Linked DNA regions of Macaca mulatta: region 1 is linked to region 2. Evidence: chromatin contacts called from public Hi-C data. All regions are on one chromosome and are shown on one strand. Each heading gives the region's core, a stretch centred on a gene start, on an enhancer-like site or on the middle of the called end of the contact. The rest is flanking DNA. Distances are from core to core; before and after follow the strand shown. Region 1 holds the start of PFKFB4 (6-phosphofructo-2-kinase/fructose-2,6-biphosphatase 4). Region 2 holds the start of ATRIP (ATR interacting protein).

The links. Hi-C and Micro-C count contacts between places; a contact is called where the count stands out from the background.
Region 1: a Hi-C map of blood shows a contact between it and region 2, with 5 times the contacts expected there. The contact joins the promoter of PFKFB4 here to the promoter of ATRIP in region 2. A contact is called at or near these places in 2 of 14 Hi-C or Micro-C datasets (blood and fetal cortex germinal zone).

The regions. Positions count from the first base shown.
Region 1 is chr2:111,966,016-111,971,846 of T2T-MMU8v2.0, forward strand. It overlaps PFKFB4 (6-phosphofructo-2-kinase/fructose-2,6-biphosphatase 4), which reads right to left and starts at 3,608. Exons shown (of 16, transcript XR_013413918.1): 1 at 3,366-3,608.
Region 2 is chr2:111,850,269-111,855,869 of T2T-MMU8v2.0, forward strand. It overlaps ATRIP (ATR interacting protein), which reads left to right and starts at 3,520. Exons shown (of 14, transcript XM_077992489.1): 1 at 3,520-4,844; 2 at 5,510-5,558. The region is part of intron 1 of TREX1 (three prime repair exonuclease 1); the gene reads left to right. TMA7 (translation machinery associated 7 homolog) reads left to right here. Exons shown (of 4, transcript NM_001193367.1): 4 at 815-996. The coding sequence ends at 849.

The DNA of each region.
Region 1 (5,831 bases), core at 2,358-4,857, 120 kb after region 2:
CCAATATGGCAAAACCCTGTCTCTACTAAAAATACAAAAATTAGCCGGGTGTGGTGGTACACGCCAGTAATCCCAGCTACTCAGGAGGCTGAGACAAGAGAATTGCTTTAACACAGGAGGCAGAGGTTACAGTGAGCCAAAATAGTGCCACTGCACTCCAGCCTGGGGGTACAAAGTGAGACTGTCTCCAAACAAAAAGAACACACTGTTTATAACATTGAGCATGTGCGGAAGGAAATGTGAAGACATGTCAGCCCAACTTCCCTCACGGGTTCCTTTCCTGTAAATTTGCTGCAGGCCCCATGAGCTCTAGGAGCCAAGCGGCCTGAGACATGCCTGGCAAGGGGCAGTGTTTATGTTCCGGCACTTCCACCCAAGGAGCAGCCACAAGTCCCTGGAGGGGGTGCCAGAATTGACTCCTGAACTGCAGCTGCTCTCACCTCCTTAGGCCAGGCTGGGGAAGGAAGAGCTCTTTAAAATAAAGCAATGTGCCATGGAGGCCCTGTTCAGAGGGGACAGAAAGTCATCTCTCCTGTTGCCCTGTGCACACACCAGTCATGTCCTTACCCAGGAATAGTCTTGCCACCTTTCAGCTGAGAAAAGCCATCAAACACCGTCCTTTCTGCAGTCCTTCCTGAGTTGGCTCTTGACCCACCTGCCCCCAGAGTTTCTCCAGGTCTGAGCTCAGAGGCCAATGATGGGAAAGGTAAAAGCCTCCCAGCCCTCAGGTGTGGCTTTAGGTTTTATCAAGTGGGGGTGTGTCTGTGGGAGTGGAGGAGGTGCAGTACATCCCTCAGTCCACTAGCCCCTAGTGCCCTGAGGAGCTGGGGACTAGACTCCAGAGAAAACCCAGTACAAAGCACAGACCAGCAGTGGGTCCTAGTTCCTCCTCCCCACAAAGCCCTGGGACCAAATCCGCTTCCAGCCCCACCCACGCCCTCTGGGTTCGGACTGTCCTTGCAGTCACTCAACATACAAGTCTACCATGCAAAGGGTAAAATGTTGCCCAAATGCAGGCACTGGGAGCTGGAGGTGCTGCATGGGCAGGTTTCATTCATTCACTACCCACTCCCTGCTGTGAACCCTGGGACCTTGGCTGAGGCCCAAGTCCCCACACAACCTGCAGGTCTCATCTTTGGCCTCTCGGGTGCTACTTCCTCCTCCAGGAAAAAGTGTGGACCTAGAACCCAGTCTACCCCAACACCCTGAGACACTGTGATGGCATGAGCCCCTCAGCTCAGGCCAGAGCCACATTTCAGTCCCCCACTTAGAGCTTGGAGAAACAGAGGCCCTGCCTCAGGAGCTATGAGACCTACCCATTGGGCCTCAGCTTCCTCTCACCTGTAAAGGGGGTTGGCTTGGAGCTGATGCATCAATCCCTGACTCAGACGTAGTGAGAAGCAAACAAAGAATGGTAGTGATGACAGAATACTCTGCCTCCACTTATTGAGGACCTACTCCTTAAAGGCTCACAGACTTGGCTGGGCACGGCAGCTTGTGCCTGTAATCCCAACACTTTGGGAGGCCGAGGGGGGGCAGATCATTAGAGGTAAGGAATTCAAGACCAGCCTGGCCAACATGGTGAAACTCCATCTCTACTAAAAATACAAAATTAGCCGGGCGTGGTGGTGCATGCCTGTAATCCCAGCAACTTGGAGGCTGAGGCAGGAGAATTGCTTGAACCCAGGAGGCAGAGGTTGCCAGTGAGCTGAGACAGGACCACTGCACTACAACCTGGGCAACAAGAGTGAAACTCCATCTCAAAAAAAAAAAAAAAGGCCAGGTCCTCACTCCTTTCCTCTGTGTAGTAATAGCAGCCACCCCTCTAAGTCAGGACCACATAACACTAATAACACAGACTGGCTCTGCCTCCATGCCTCCAGAAGAGTCTCAAAGGAGGGCTGGCCATAGCCGTCAGGACTGAATGTGCATTGTAGACAGCCACAGACCCCAGGACCTACATCACAATCAGAGCCATGAGTTACCACGACTTGGTCTGGTCAGAAACATGGCCTTCCCCTACCAGGACTCACAGTGGGGCCAGAAATACACACACCCTTCCCCCAGGATTCATATCATGATCAAAGCCGTGGCCCCAGGCTGCTGCAGCAGGATGAGCACAAAGAACTCTCCCCTTGCTTATCATACATAAGCAGAGGCAGGATCACAGGGAGACCCAGGCATGTCACACAATCTCCTGATCTCCATTTCACTGTGAGTTAAACTAGATGTTCTCTGAGGTCCTGGACAAGTTGCAAATTCATTACAATGTTTCAGTTACTCCTAAAACAAATCTTTCTTTTTCCTGGTAATAAAAAAGTTGCAGGCCAGGACCCATGCCTGTAATCCCAACACTTTGCAAGGCAGAGGCCAAAGGATCCACTTGAAGCTATGAGTTGGAGACCAGCCCAGACAATATAGCAAGACCCTGTTTCTACAAAAAAAAAAAAAAGTTGGGTGTGGTGGTGCACCTGTAGTCCCAGCTAATCGGGAGGTTGAGGTGGGAGGACTGCTTGAGCCCAGTAGGTTGTGACTGCAGTGAACTATGATCGAGCCACTGCACTTGCTCCAGCTTGGGCCACTGAGCGAAAAAAAAAAAAACAAAACTGCCAGCTCATTTAAGGACAGGCAGAAACTCAAGGAAGCGGTTTAAACACCTGGGACCCTAGGAGAGGTGAGCCCCTGAACAATTCCATGAATTTCAGCATTCTCCTAGCTGTTTCACCCTCCAGTTTTACTGTACACCCATGACCCCAGGTGGATACTTACATGTCCAGGGACACAGACACAGGCCCACATGGCATACTTTTCTGTCTCTATCCTGAGCACATCTGCGCTGAAGTTCCTACCCAAGCTCAGCTTTAAGGCCAAGAGGCACCCTTCCTCCTGTTGGAAAACTAGCCCACCTTTGAAAGTTCTGGGCTCAGAGAGGTCAAGTAATTCACCTAGGGCCACACAGCTCAGTTCCAGTCCAACAATCCGGCCCACGCTCCTTCGCCAGGAGAGAGGGAAGGGCCTGGGGTGCCCACAGGGTCCTCCCCAGGCTGGGGGCGATGGGGATTGGGGCGGGAAGCGAGGGGGCCAGCGCCCTCCCCGAGGTGATGGTAGCCAGACCTAGTCACCGCCAAGCCGATATGCCCCCACATACCTGTCCCCGACCCCTGCTCTGCCACACCTGTCTCTGGCCCACCACTGTCACGACCGCCTCACCTGTCCCCAGCAGCCTCCCCAAGTCACGGCGGCCTCACCTGTCCCCGGTTCCCCACCTGTCTACAGCCCCTTCTCCATGCGAGACCCCCGCCCAGGCCGCGCTACCCACCCATCCCGGTGCACCTCCCATCCCCTCCCGGAGGACCCCGCCTCACCACCGCGCTGGCAAGCGTGCAGAGCGGGCCGCCCATTGCTGTATGGCATCCAGATCTTCTTCAGGGGGTTCTGGGTCAATTCCCGTGGGGACGCCATCCCGGGGCCGGGATGAGTCGGATTACGCCGCTTCCAACCCAGCAGCCGGGCCACCTCGGGCCACCCGAGGTCCCGCCCCTTGGGCCACGCCCCTCCCCAAGCCGCGACAGCCCATGTCTATCTTCCCGCAGGCCCCGCCCCAGAGTGAGTAGGCTCCGCCCCAGCTGAGAGGGCCCGGCCTCCGACCACGCATGCCCAACTCACGTACCCGCCCGTTTTGGAACAAGCGGGCCCAGTTCTTCAGGCCAGGATCGAGAATGCGCATGCTCAACTCCGGATCGTGCTGGCCCCGCCCCAGTTCAAGACCCGGATTATGTAGGCCCGCCCCGGATGCGCAAACTCAGCGCTCCCAATCTGCCCGCGCTGATTTGCATAGGCCCCACCTACGGGCCCCGCCCCGGCGCTGCATACCTGAGCAGCGGCACGCGTGAATTCTGCTCCCTCCTTGCCGGGGAGCCCGGGGCCCCCAGGAGGGAGGGGTTTTCATGCAGTGGGACGAGGCCTACGTGACCCGCATGGCCAGGTTGGTCAGAGCCGACAGGGGCCACTAGGCCTGTTGTGCCAGCCGTCAGCTCCGCTTCGCCCTCCTGCCCCTGCTCGGGGTCCCCCTTGACTGCTCCGAGCCCCGGGACTCTCCACCGTCCATAGGAGTGCGCTCAACCACGCTGGAAAAGCTCCTTTATATCATGGATAGAGACGCAAAACACATTTCAATATTGTTCCTCTTTCTCTTTGCTTTGGCTGCTGGAGACGGAGTTTCGCTCCCGTTGCCCAGGCTGGAGTGCAATGGCGCTATCTCGGCTCACTGCAAACTCCGCCTCCCGGGTTCAAGGGATTCTCCTGCCTCAGCTTCCCAAGTAGCTGGGGTTACAAGCGCCTACCACCACGCCCTGCTAATTTTTGTATTTTTAGTTTCACCACTTTGGCCAGGCTGGTCTTGAACTCCTGACCTCTGGTGATCCGCCCTCCTCAGCTTCCCAAAGTACTGGGATTACAGGCGTGAGCCACCGCGCCCGGCCGTGCGTGGGACTTAGTAACCAAGTACTTTGGGTACTCACTAAGCCCGGCAGTATCTTGTCTTTCCAGAATTTCAGTTTTTCCAATTAACTTTTTTTTTTTTTTTTTTTGAGACGGAGTCTCGCTCTGTCGCCCAGACTGGAGTGCAGTGGCGCGATCTCGGCTCACTGCAAGCTCCGCCTCCCGGGTTCACGCCATTCTCCTGCCTCAGCCTCCGGAGTAGCTGGGACTACAGGCGCCCGCCACCACACCCGGCTAATTTCTTTTTGTATTTTTAGTAGAGACGGGGTTTCACCGTGTTAGCCAGGATGGTCTCGATTTCCTGACCTTGTGATCCGCCCGCCTCGGCCTCCCAAAGTGCTGAGATTACAGGCTTGAGCCACCGCGCCCGGCCCCAATTAACTTTTCTTTGTTTGTTTTTTAGTATTTTGGGTTTTTTTCCAACTAAATTTTTACATATTTTTTGAAAATAGTATGTTAATAACATTTTCTCTTCATCAGGAAAATGGGATGTGCACATCGTCAATCTTGCAGTATTATAGTATGAATTAAATATGTCAATCTCTAAGAAATTCATTTTAAACTACGTTAAGGTTGCCTTTTACTATATTTGTATCTCCCTCTTGTCTTTGAAAATGCACTGGGGACAAGGAACAGGGGAGAGATCCAGAAGTTCGTAAACCGCTGGCTCACTCTCTTGTTTGGCCCCCACCGGACTCTTTCAGGCTCCCGCCTCCTCAGGATCCCCAGCCCCGCCTCTCCAAGCTTTGTACACTCTCCGCCCCAGCCCCCACCAACACGGCTTCGACCTGAGCCACACTGCCCTCTAGCGACCTCATCCACAACACCCCTGTCCGGTGCCCTGCATCCTCAAGTTCTCTCTGCCCAGTGTGTAGCCAGCCAGGAGCCAGGTGTTGAGGGCATGGGACTGGCAACAAGACTGGCCTCGTGGGCTATAGGTGTAGCACCCCTTCCCATGCCATCCCTGCCAGAGCCCTGCCTTGGATCAGTCCAAGTCCACCCAGCTCTTTAAAGCTTGGCAAGGACCCTTAAGATGACTGACACAGATGTCTTGCCCACTTCATAGGAAATGAAGATTCCGAAGGTCCACATTCTGGAAGCCCATCTGGACCCTCCCCCAAACCAGCTCTAGCTGCTTGCCCTGGGAACACCCTGCCCCAGGCAGGGTCAACGACTTCTTCCTTCCTCATCCTCCTTTTGCAGTATCCACCCACTCATTCCTCCACCCCAGTCCCAGCAGATCTGAGCACATCCATGGGCGGCTCCTGATGAACTGGGTGCCCCTTGTGTCCTGCTCCCTACTTCTCCAAAGCCACTCATTCTGTTTGTGA
Region 2 (5,601 bases), core at 2,270-4,769:
GGTGGACCACTTGAGGTCAGGAGTTCGAGACCTGCCTGGCCAACATGGTGAAACCCCATCTCTACTAAAAATACCAAAATTAGCCGGATGTGGTGGCGTGTGCCTGTAGTCCCAGCTACTCGGGAGGCTGATGCATAAACAATCGCTTGAACCCGGGAGGCGGAGGCTGCAGTGAGCCAAAATTGCACCACTGTAGTCCAGCCTAGGTGACAAAACAAGACTCTGTCCCCAAAAAAAGGCTGGGCTCGGTGGCTCACACTTGTAATCCCTGCATTCTGGGAGGTCGAGGCAGGCGGATCACCTGAGGTCAGGAGTTCGAGACCAGCCTGACCAATATGGTGAAGCCCCATCTACTAAAAATACAAAAATTAGCTGGGGCTTGTAGTCCCAGCTGCTCGGGAGGCTGAGACGGGAAAATTGCTTGAACCCAGGAGGCGGGGGTTGCAGTGAGCCGAGATCGTGCCACTGCACTCCAGCCTGGGCGACACAGCAAGACTCTGTCTCAAAAAAAAAAAGAACTTCTTTTTCTGTAAAATGGGTTGATAGGGCATGAGGATTAAATAAGCCAATCTGTGAAGTATACAGGAGTGTAGATCTAGACCAGTGCGCAGCCAGCCACTGCTTGTAAACTCCATCTTATCCTCATTTTACCTTTACCTAGAACAGACAATATCAGTGAAGCTGCTATCCATGCTTGTGTTAAAACGAATGCCCAGTACAAAAGCCAGGCTTTACTAAGGTCCACAGCAGGTCCATGGGGCTTCTACCGTAAGAACTATATTTTTCCCTAATTGTGACTATTTTTCTTTTGCAGCCACAGGTGGAATTAAGAAATCTGGCAAAAAGTAAGCTGTTCCTTGTGCCTGAGGAGATGGTGACCCTTTATTTCATCCTTATTTAAACGTCTATATTCCCTGCCATAACATCTTTTGCCACCTAAAGCTGGAATTAAGTGTTGTCTTGGAGCTGTTGTACATTTAAGAATAAACTTTTGTAAAAAAAAAAAAAAAAAAAAAAACTTACAGTGGTTCATCATCTCTTTAGTTGTTTTCACTAAGTCATTCCTACCATAACTGTGAATTTAAAGTAAAACCAGCTCAGAACCTTGCCAGAGTCTGCTCTTTGGTCTTTGTTCTACCCTAAACTTTGTATCACCTGAAATTAAACCAACTCGTTTGTTTGAAAGGATGTCCTTCTCGTGTGGTTGTATGCCTGACAATACCTTACATGAGGTTAGTGGAAGAATTTGCACGTTTTTTTCTTGGCGGGGGAGGGGGTGGAGTGCAGTGGCATGATCTCTGCTCAATGCAACCTCCACCTCCCGGGTTCAAGGTGTTCTCCTGCTTCGGCCTCCCAAGTAGCTGTGGTTACAGGCACCTGCCACCATGCCTGGCTGATTTTTTGTATTAGTAGAGGGGGGTTTCACCATGTTGGCCAGGCTGGTCTCAGACTCCTGACCTCAAGTGATCTGCCTGCTTCAGCCTCCCAAAGTGCTGGGATTACAGGCATGAGCCACTGTGCCTGACCAGCATTTGTGCTTTTAAAACCCATCTTTATGTTGTGACATCCAGATTGCCGAATGTTTTGGTGAGACTTGTTCATCTGTTCATGTAAGGCGTGTGCTATATGCAGGCACTGGGGTACGTACCAGGGAACAGTTCCTGTTGTCAAGGAACTTCTCTACTGTGGAAGAGGCAGGGCAGGGCAAATGATACGATTCTCCAAGTTGCTGGCGGTGAAGTCCCCATGCCCACCAAACAGGTCCAGGGCAGCAGCTGCAGGAAGCCCCAGCCCACTTGCTGGTGGATGGAGGGGGTGCTGGTGCCAGTGCCAGGCAAGGGGTTGGGGGTGAGACCATAATGTATGCTAAATATGTATTAAAACGCTTAGCTGGGTGTGGGGGTGCACTTCTGTAGTCCCAGCTATTTGGGAGGCTGAGGTGGGAAGATCACTTGAGCCCAGGAGTTTAAGGCTGCAGTGAGCCAAGATCACACCACTGCACTCCATCCTGGGAGACAGAACAAGACCCTGTATTTTTAAAAAAAATTAATTCAGAAGCACAAAGAGAGCTCTGGAACCATTATGGGGCTTTGCTAAATCAAAACTAGGTTTTAGAATATTTAAAACTTTCATGATTAATGTACTAGATATTAACGCAGGATGGGGGGGCGGGGGGAAGCCTGTGTTGGTCCTCTCCAGAAAGTTGCACAGCCAGGAGCACCCTTCTCTAGGCTTCAGGCATTCCCTATGGGGCCTTGCCAGCTGGCACCCAGCCGTATGCTGCTAAAACAAGCCTGAGCACCAGTGATTGACACTGTTCGTGAAAGCAAGTTACTTGGTGGAACCTATCCCCCTTTAACAAATGAACAATCCTGTCTCTTTCCAGGACCAGAGTCCTGCAGCAATTAAGCATGCAACATTTGGGCAGCTATCTGAGGGAGACTACCAGTTACTCCAAAAAACTTTTCAACTCCTTAGACACTGAAGGCCCTGATAGCACTTTTTCATTTAATCTTTTTATTTAATGCCTTCACAAACATTCCTGGGACACTCACAGGTGAAGTTTGGCACTGAGCAGGTAAGGCTGAAAGGGTCTTGCTCCTGTTACTCTCCATTGCCAGTTCTCTATTGCGGCTGTTCTGCACACCACAGCTGCCCAATAAAATGTGTCAGGCACGCAAGCCCACCTCAAATTGCTGCTCCTTTGTGAAGCTTTACCTCTGTCTTCGCCACAGGTAACTGACCTGGCCTTTCTGTGGCTTCCCTTTCAATGTAGAATTCTCGTGTTAGTCTTATGTGCCGGCCTCCTACCCCTCTATCCTGCTAACTTGACTCAACCTGTAGGACAGCCCAGGTGCCATTTACAGAGGGACTTCCTTGACCTCCTGAGCCCTATTCTATGCAACCAGGGCTTACAAAAAAAAAAACACTCCAGCACTCAGAGGAATGAATGTTAACAGCCTGGGCAGCTCCCACCCCCTCCCACACAGGAACAGCTCCAAACATCACTCCTCCTTGGACTTTCCTCCTCCCTAAGCCTACCTCAAATGTACATATGTGAAACATTCACTATACCCGAAGATGTCTGCACACGACAGCTCTATTCATACTCCTCATCCAACAAATTACACTCTCCTCAAGAAAGCCTCGAGGCTTGTAGGAAGTAGGTCTGGCGGGAGAACGAAAACGAGGTCACGGAGACCACATCCCTGAATGCTGCCTGGCTCGACTCAAACGCAACACGCGTTAAATGCTAGGGCAAGCTGCTCCTGCGCAGCCCTCCTCCACAGAGTGCCAGGGAGAGAGCGTAAAGCCACCCGCGAGGCGGAGCTGGTGCGCCTCCGACCCGCGCCTACGGTAACCGGTCGTGCGGCACTGAGTCCTTGCAGCAAACCTGCCGAACTCCAGCCGTGGACCTCTGAACACCCGGCAGGGCCGGGTTTGGCGGCGCGCTGGGACTTTCGTCATTCTTCCGCGCCCTCCGCCTGCCAGCTGATTGGCCCCTGGGCCAGGGGCGGGGCACTCGCTGTGGAGGCAAGCCGCGGCGCGCGGGCGGTTGGTCGGGTTCTCGGGCCTGGCGGTAGGCAAGTGTGGCTTGTCGCTGTCGGATACTTGGGGTGAGCGGAAAGCATGGCGGGGACCTCCGCGCCAGGCAGCAAGAGGCGGAGCGAGCCCCCGGCGCCTCGCCCCGGCCCGCCGCCGGGCACCGGGCACCCCCCTAGCAAGCGGGCCCGGGGCTTCTCCGCGGCCGCTGCCCCGGACCCTGACGACCCGTTTGGCGCGCATGGGGACTTCACTGCCGACGACCTGGAGGAGCTTGACACCCTCGCGTCACAGGCCCTGAGCCAATGTCCGGCCGCGGCTCAGCACGTGTCCAGTGAGTGCTCCTCGCGGCCTTTTTCTCGGAGGGAGTTGCAGACCGCGCCAGATCGCCTTGATGGCTGTGGCTTCGGAGCCTCGCGGCCAGCACTGCCCTTTCGCCTTTTTAAAATATGGGAACACTCTGATTTAAGCAGCGGTTGTCTTCCAGAAGGTCCTTTGATTTTAGGGGGAAATAAATTAGCCAGGTCATACAGCAGATTTGAAACATAGAACGCTAAGTTGACATTTTACTTTATTTTCTAAAGTTTAGGCCACTTGGTTCTTGGTTCTAAGCAGAGATCCTTGGAACACACCTACCACCACCATCAGAACCATCACTACCCATGCATGAGGACCCATTCTTGTGACAAGTTTGAGCGGCTTTAGATCTTATGAAGCCCACTGTCTCCCTTGGGCAGTGTTAGCATGGGAGGAGTCTGACACAGGCAAGAGATGAAATAAATTTATTCTTTTATACAACCAGTAAACTGCTAGGTGCCCAAACGTGAGGAACTGCAACTGAGCTAACAATGAACAAAATACAAAAACTGTCCTTCATGGAGCTTACATGCTAGTTGAGGAATGAGTGAAGTCTTGAGGACTCCTAGAAAGAGAAAGGTTTTGAGTGCACCTTGCATCTGTACTTGAGTGTCTCAAGGCACCTTAAACTCAACACGATCATTTCCTGGAAACCCAGTCCTCCTCCAGCATTTCTAGCATGGTGCCGGCAAAGCAGACATTCAGAGAATGATGACCACAAGGAAGTAACTAGCACCACTCTCCATCCAGTGGCACAAGGCGACTCTTCGCCTTTCCTTGACTCTACATCTAATTTCGTTGCAAAGCCTGTCAAGCTTACCTTCTTAATCCTTCTCTGGACTCTTATCACTTCTACCAACTGCCTGATCTATACTGCCATGAGTCCTCCCTTGAACAATAGTCTGCTAAATTGGTTTCCCATTTCCAGTCTTGACTCCCTACAAGTGAGGCTTCACATTACATTCTGAGTGATCTTTTCAAAACTCAAATCTGGCTGTTATATACATAACTATTATCTTATATACATTAACACCCCTATTTTTTTTTTTTTTTTTTGAGACGGAGTCTCACTCTGTCACCCTGGCTGAAGTGCAGTGGTGCCATCTTGGCTCACTGCAGCCTCCACCTCCCAGGTTCAAGCGATACTGCCTCAACCTCCCTAGTAGCCTCAGCCTCCCAAGTAGCTGGGATTACTTGTGCCCACTACCACGCCCAGCTAATTTTTGTATTTTTAGTAAAGACGGGATTTTGCCGTGTTGGCCAGGCTGGTCTCAGACTCCTGACCTCAGGTGATCCACCTGCCTCGGCCTCCCAAAGTGCTGGGGTTACAGGCGTGAGCCACCGCACCCAGCCATGAACACCCCTAATGAAAGCCCTTTAATAATTTCCCACTTCTAGTGTAAAGACCAAAATCCTTAACATGGCCTGCAAGGCCCAGCCTGATTTGGCCCTTTCTCACTCTCTGGGTTCTGGCTGCACTAACTTTCTTTGAATTCTCTCTGCTTCTTTACAATACAGGAACTTTATACATTGTTCTTTCTTTGTACATTGAGTATACTTTCCATTCATTCATCTCCACTTATCTGGTTAATTCCTACTTGTCCTTCAGCTCTCAGCTCCTTCAAGTCTTCCCTAGGGAAATGTTCCAGTCATCCCACGTAAGTCAGATTGCTGTCATATTACAGACTTTCCTGTATTTGT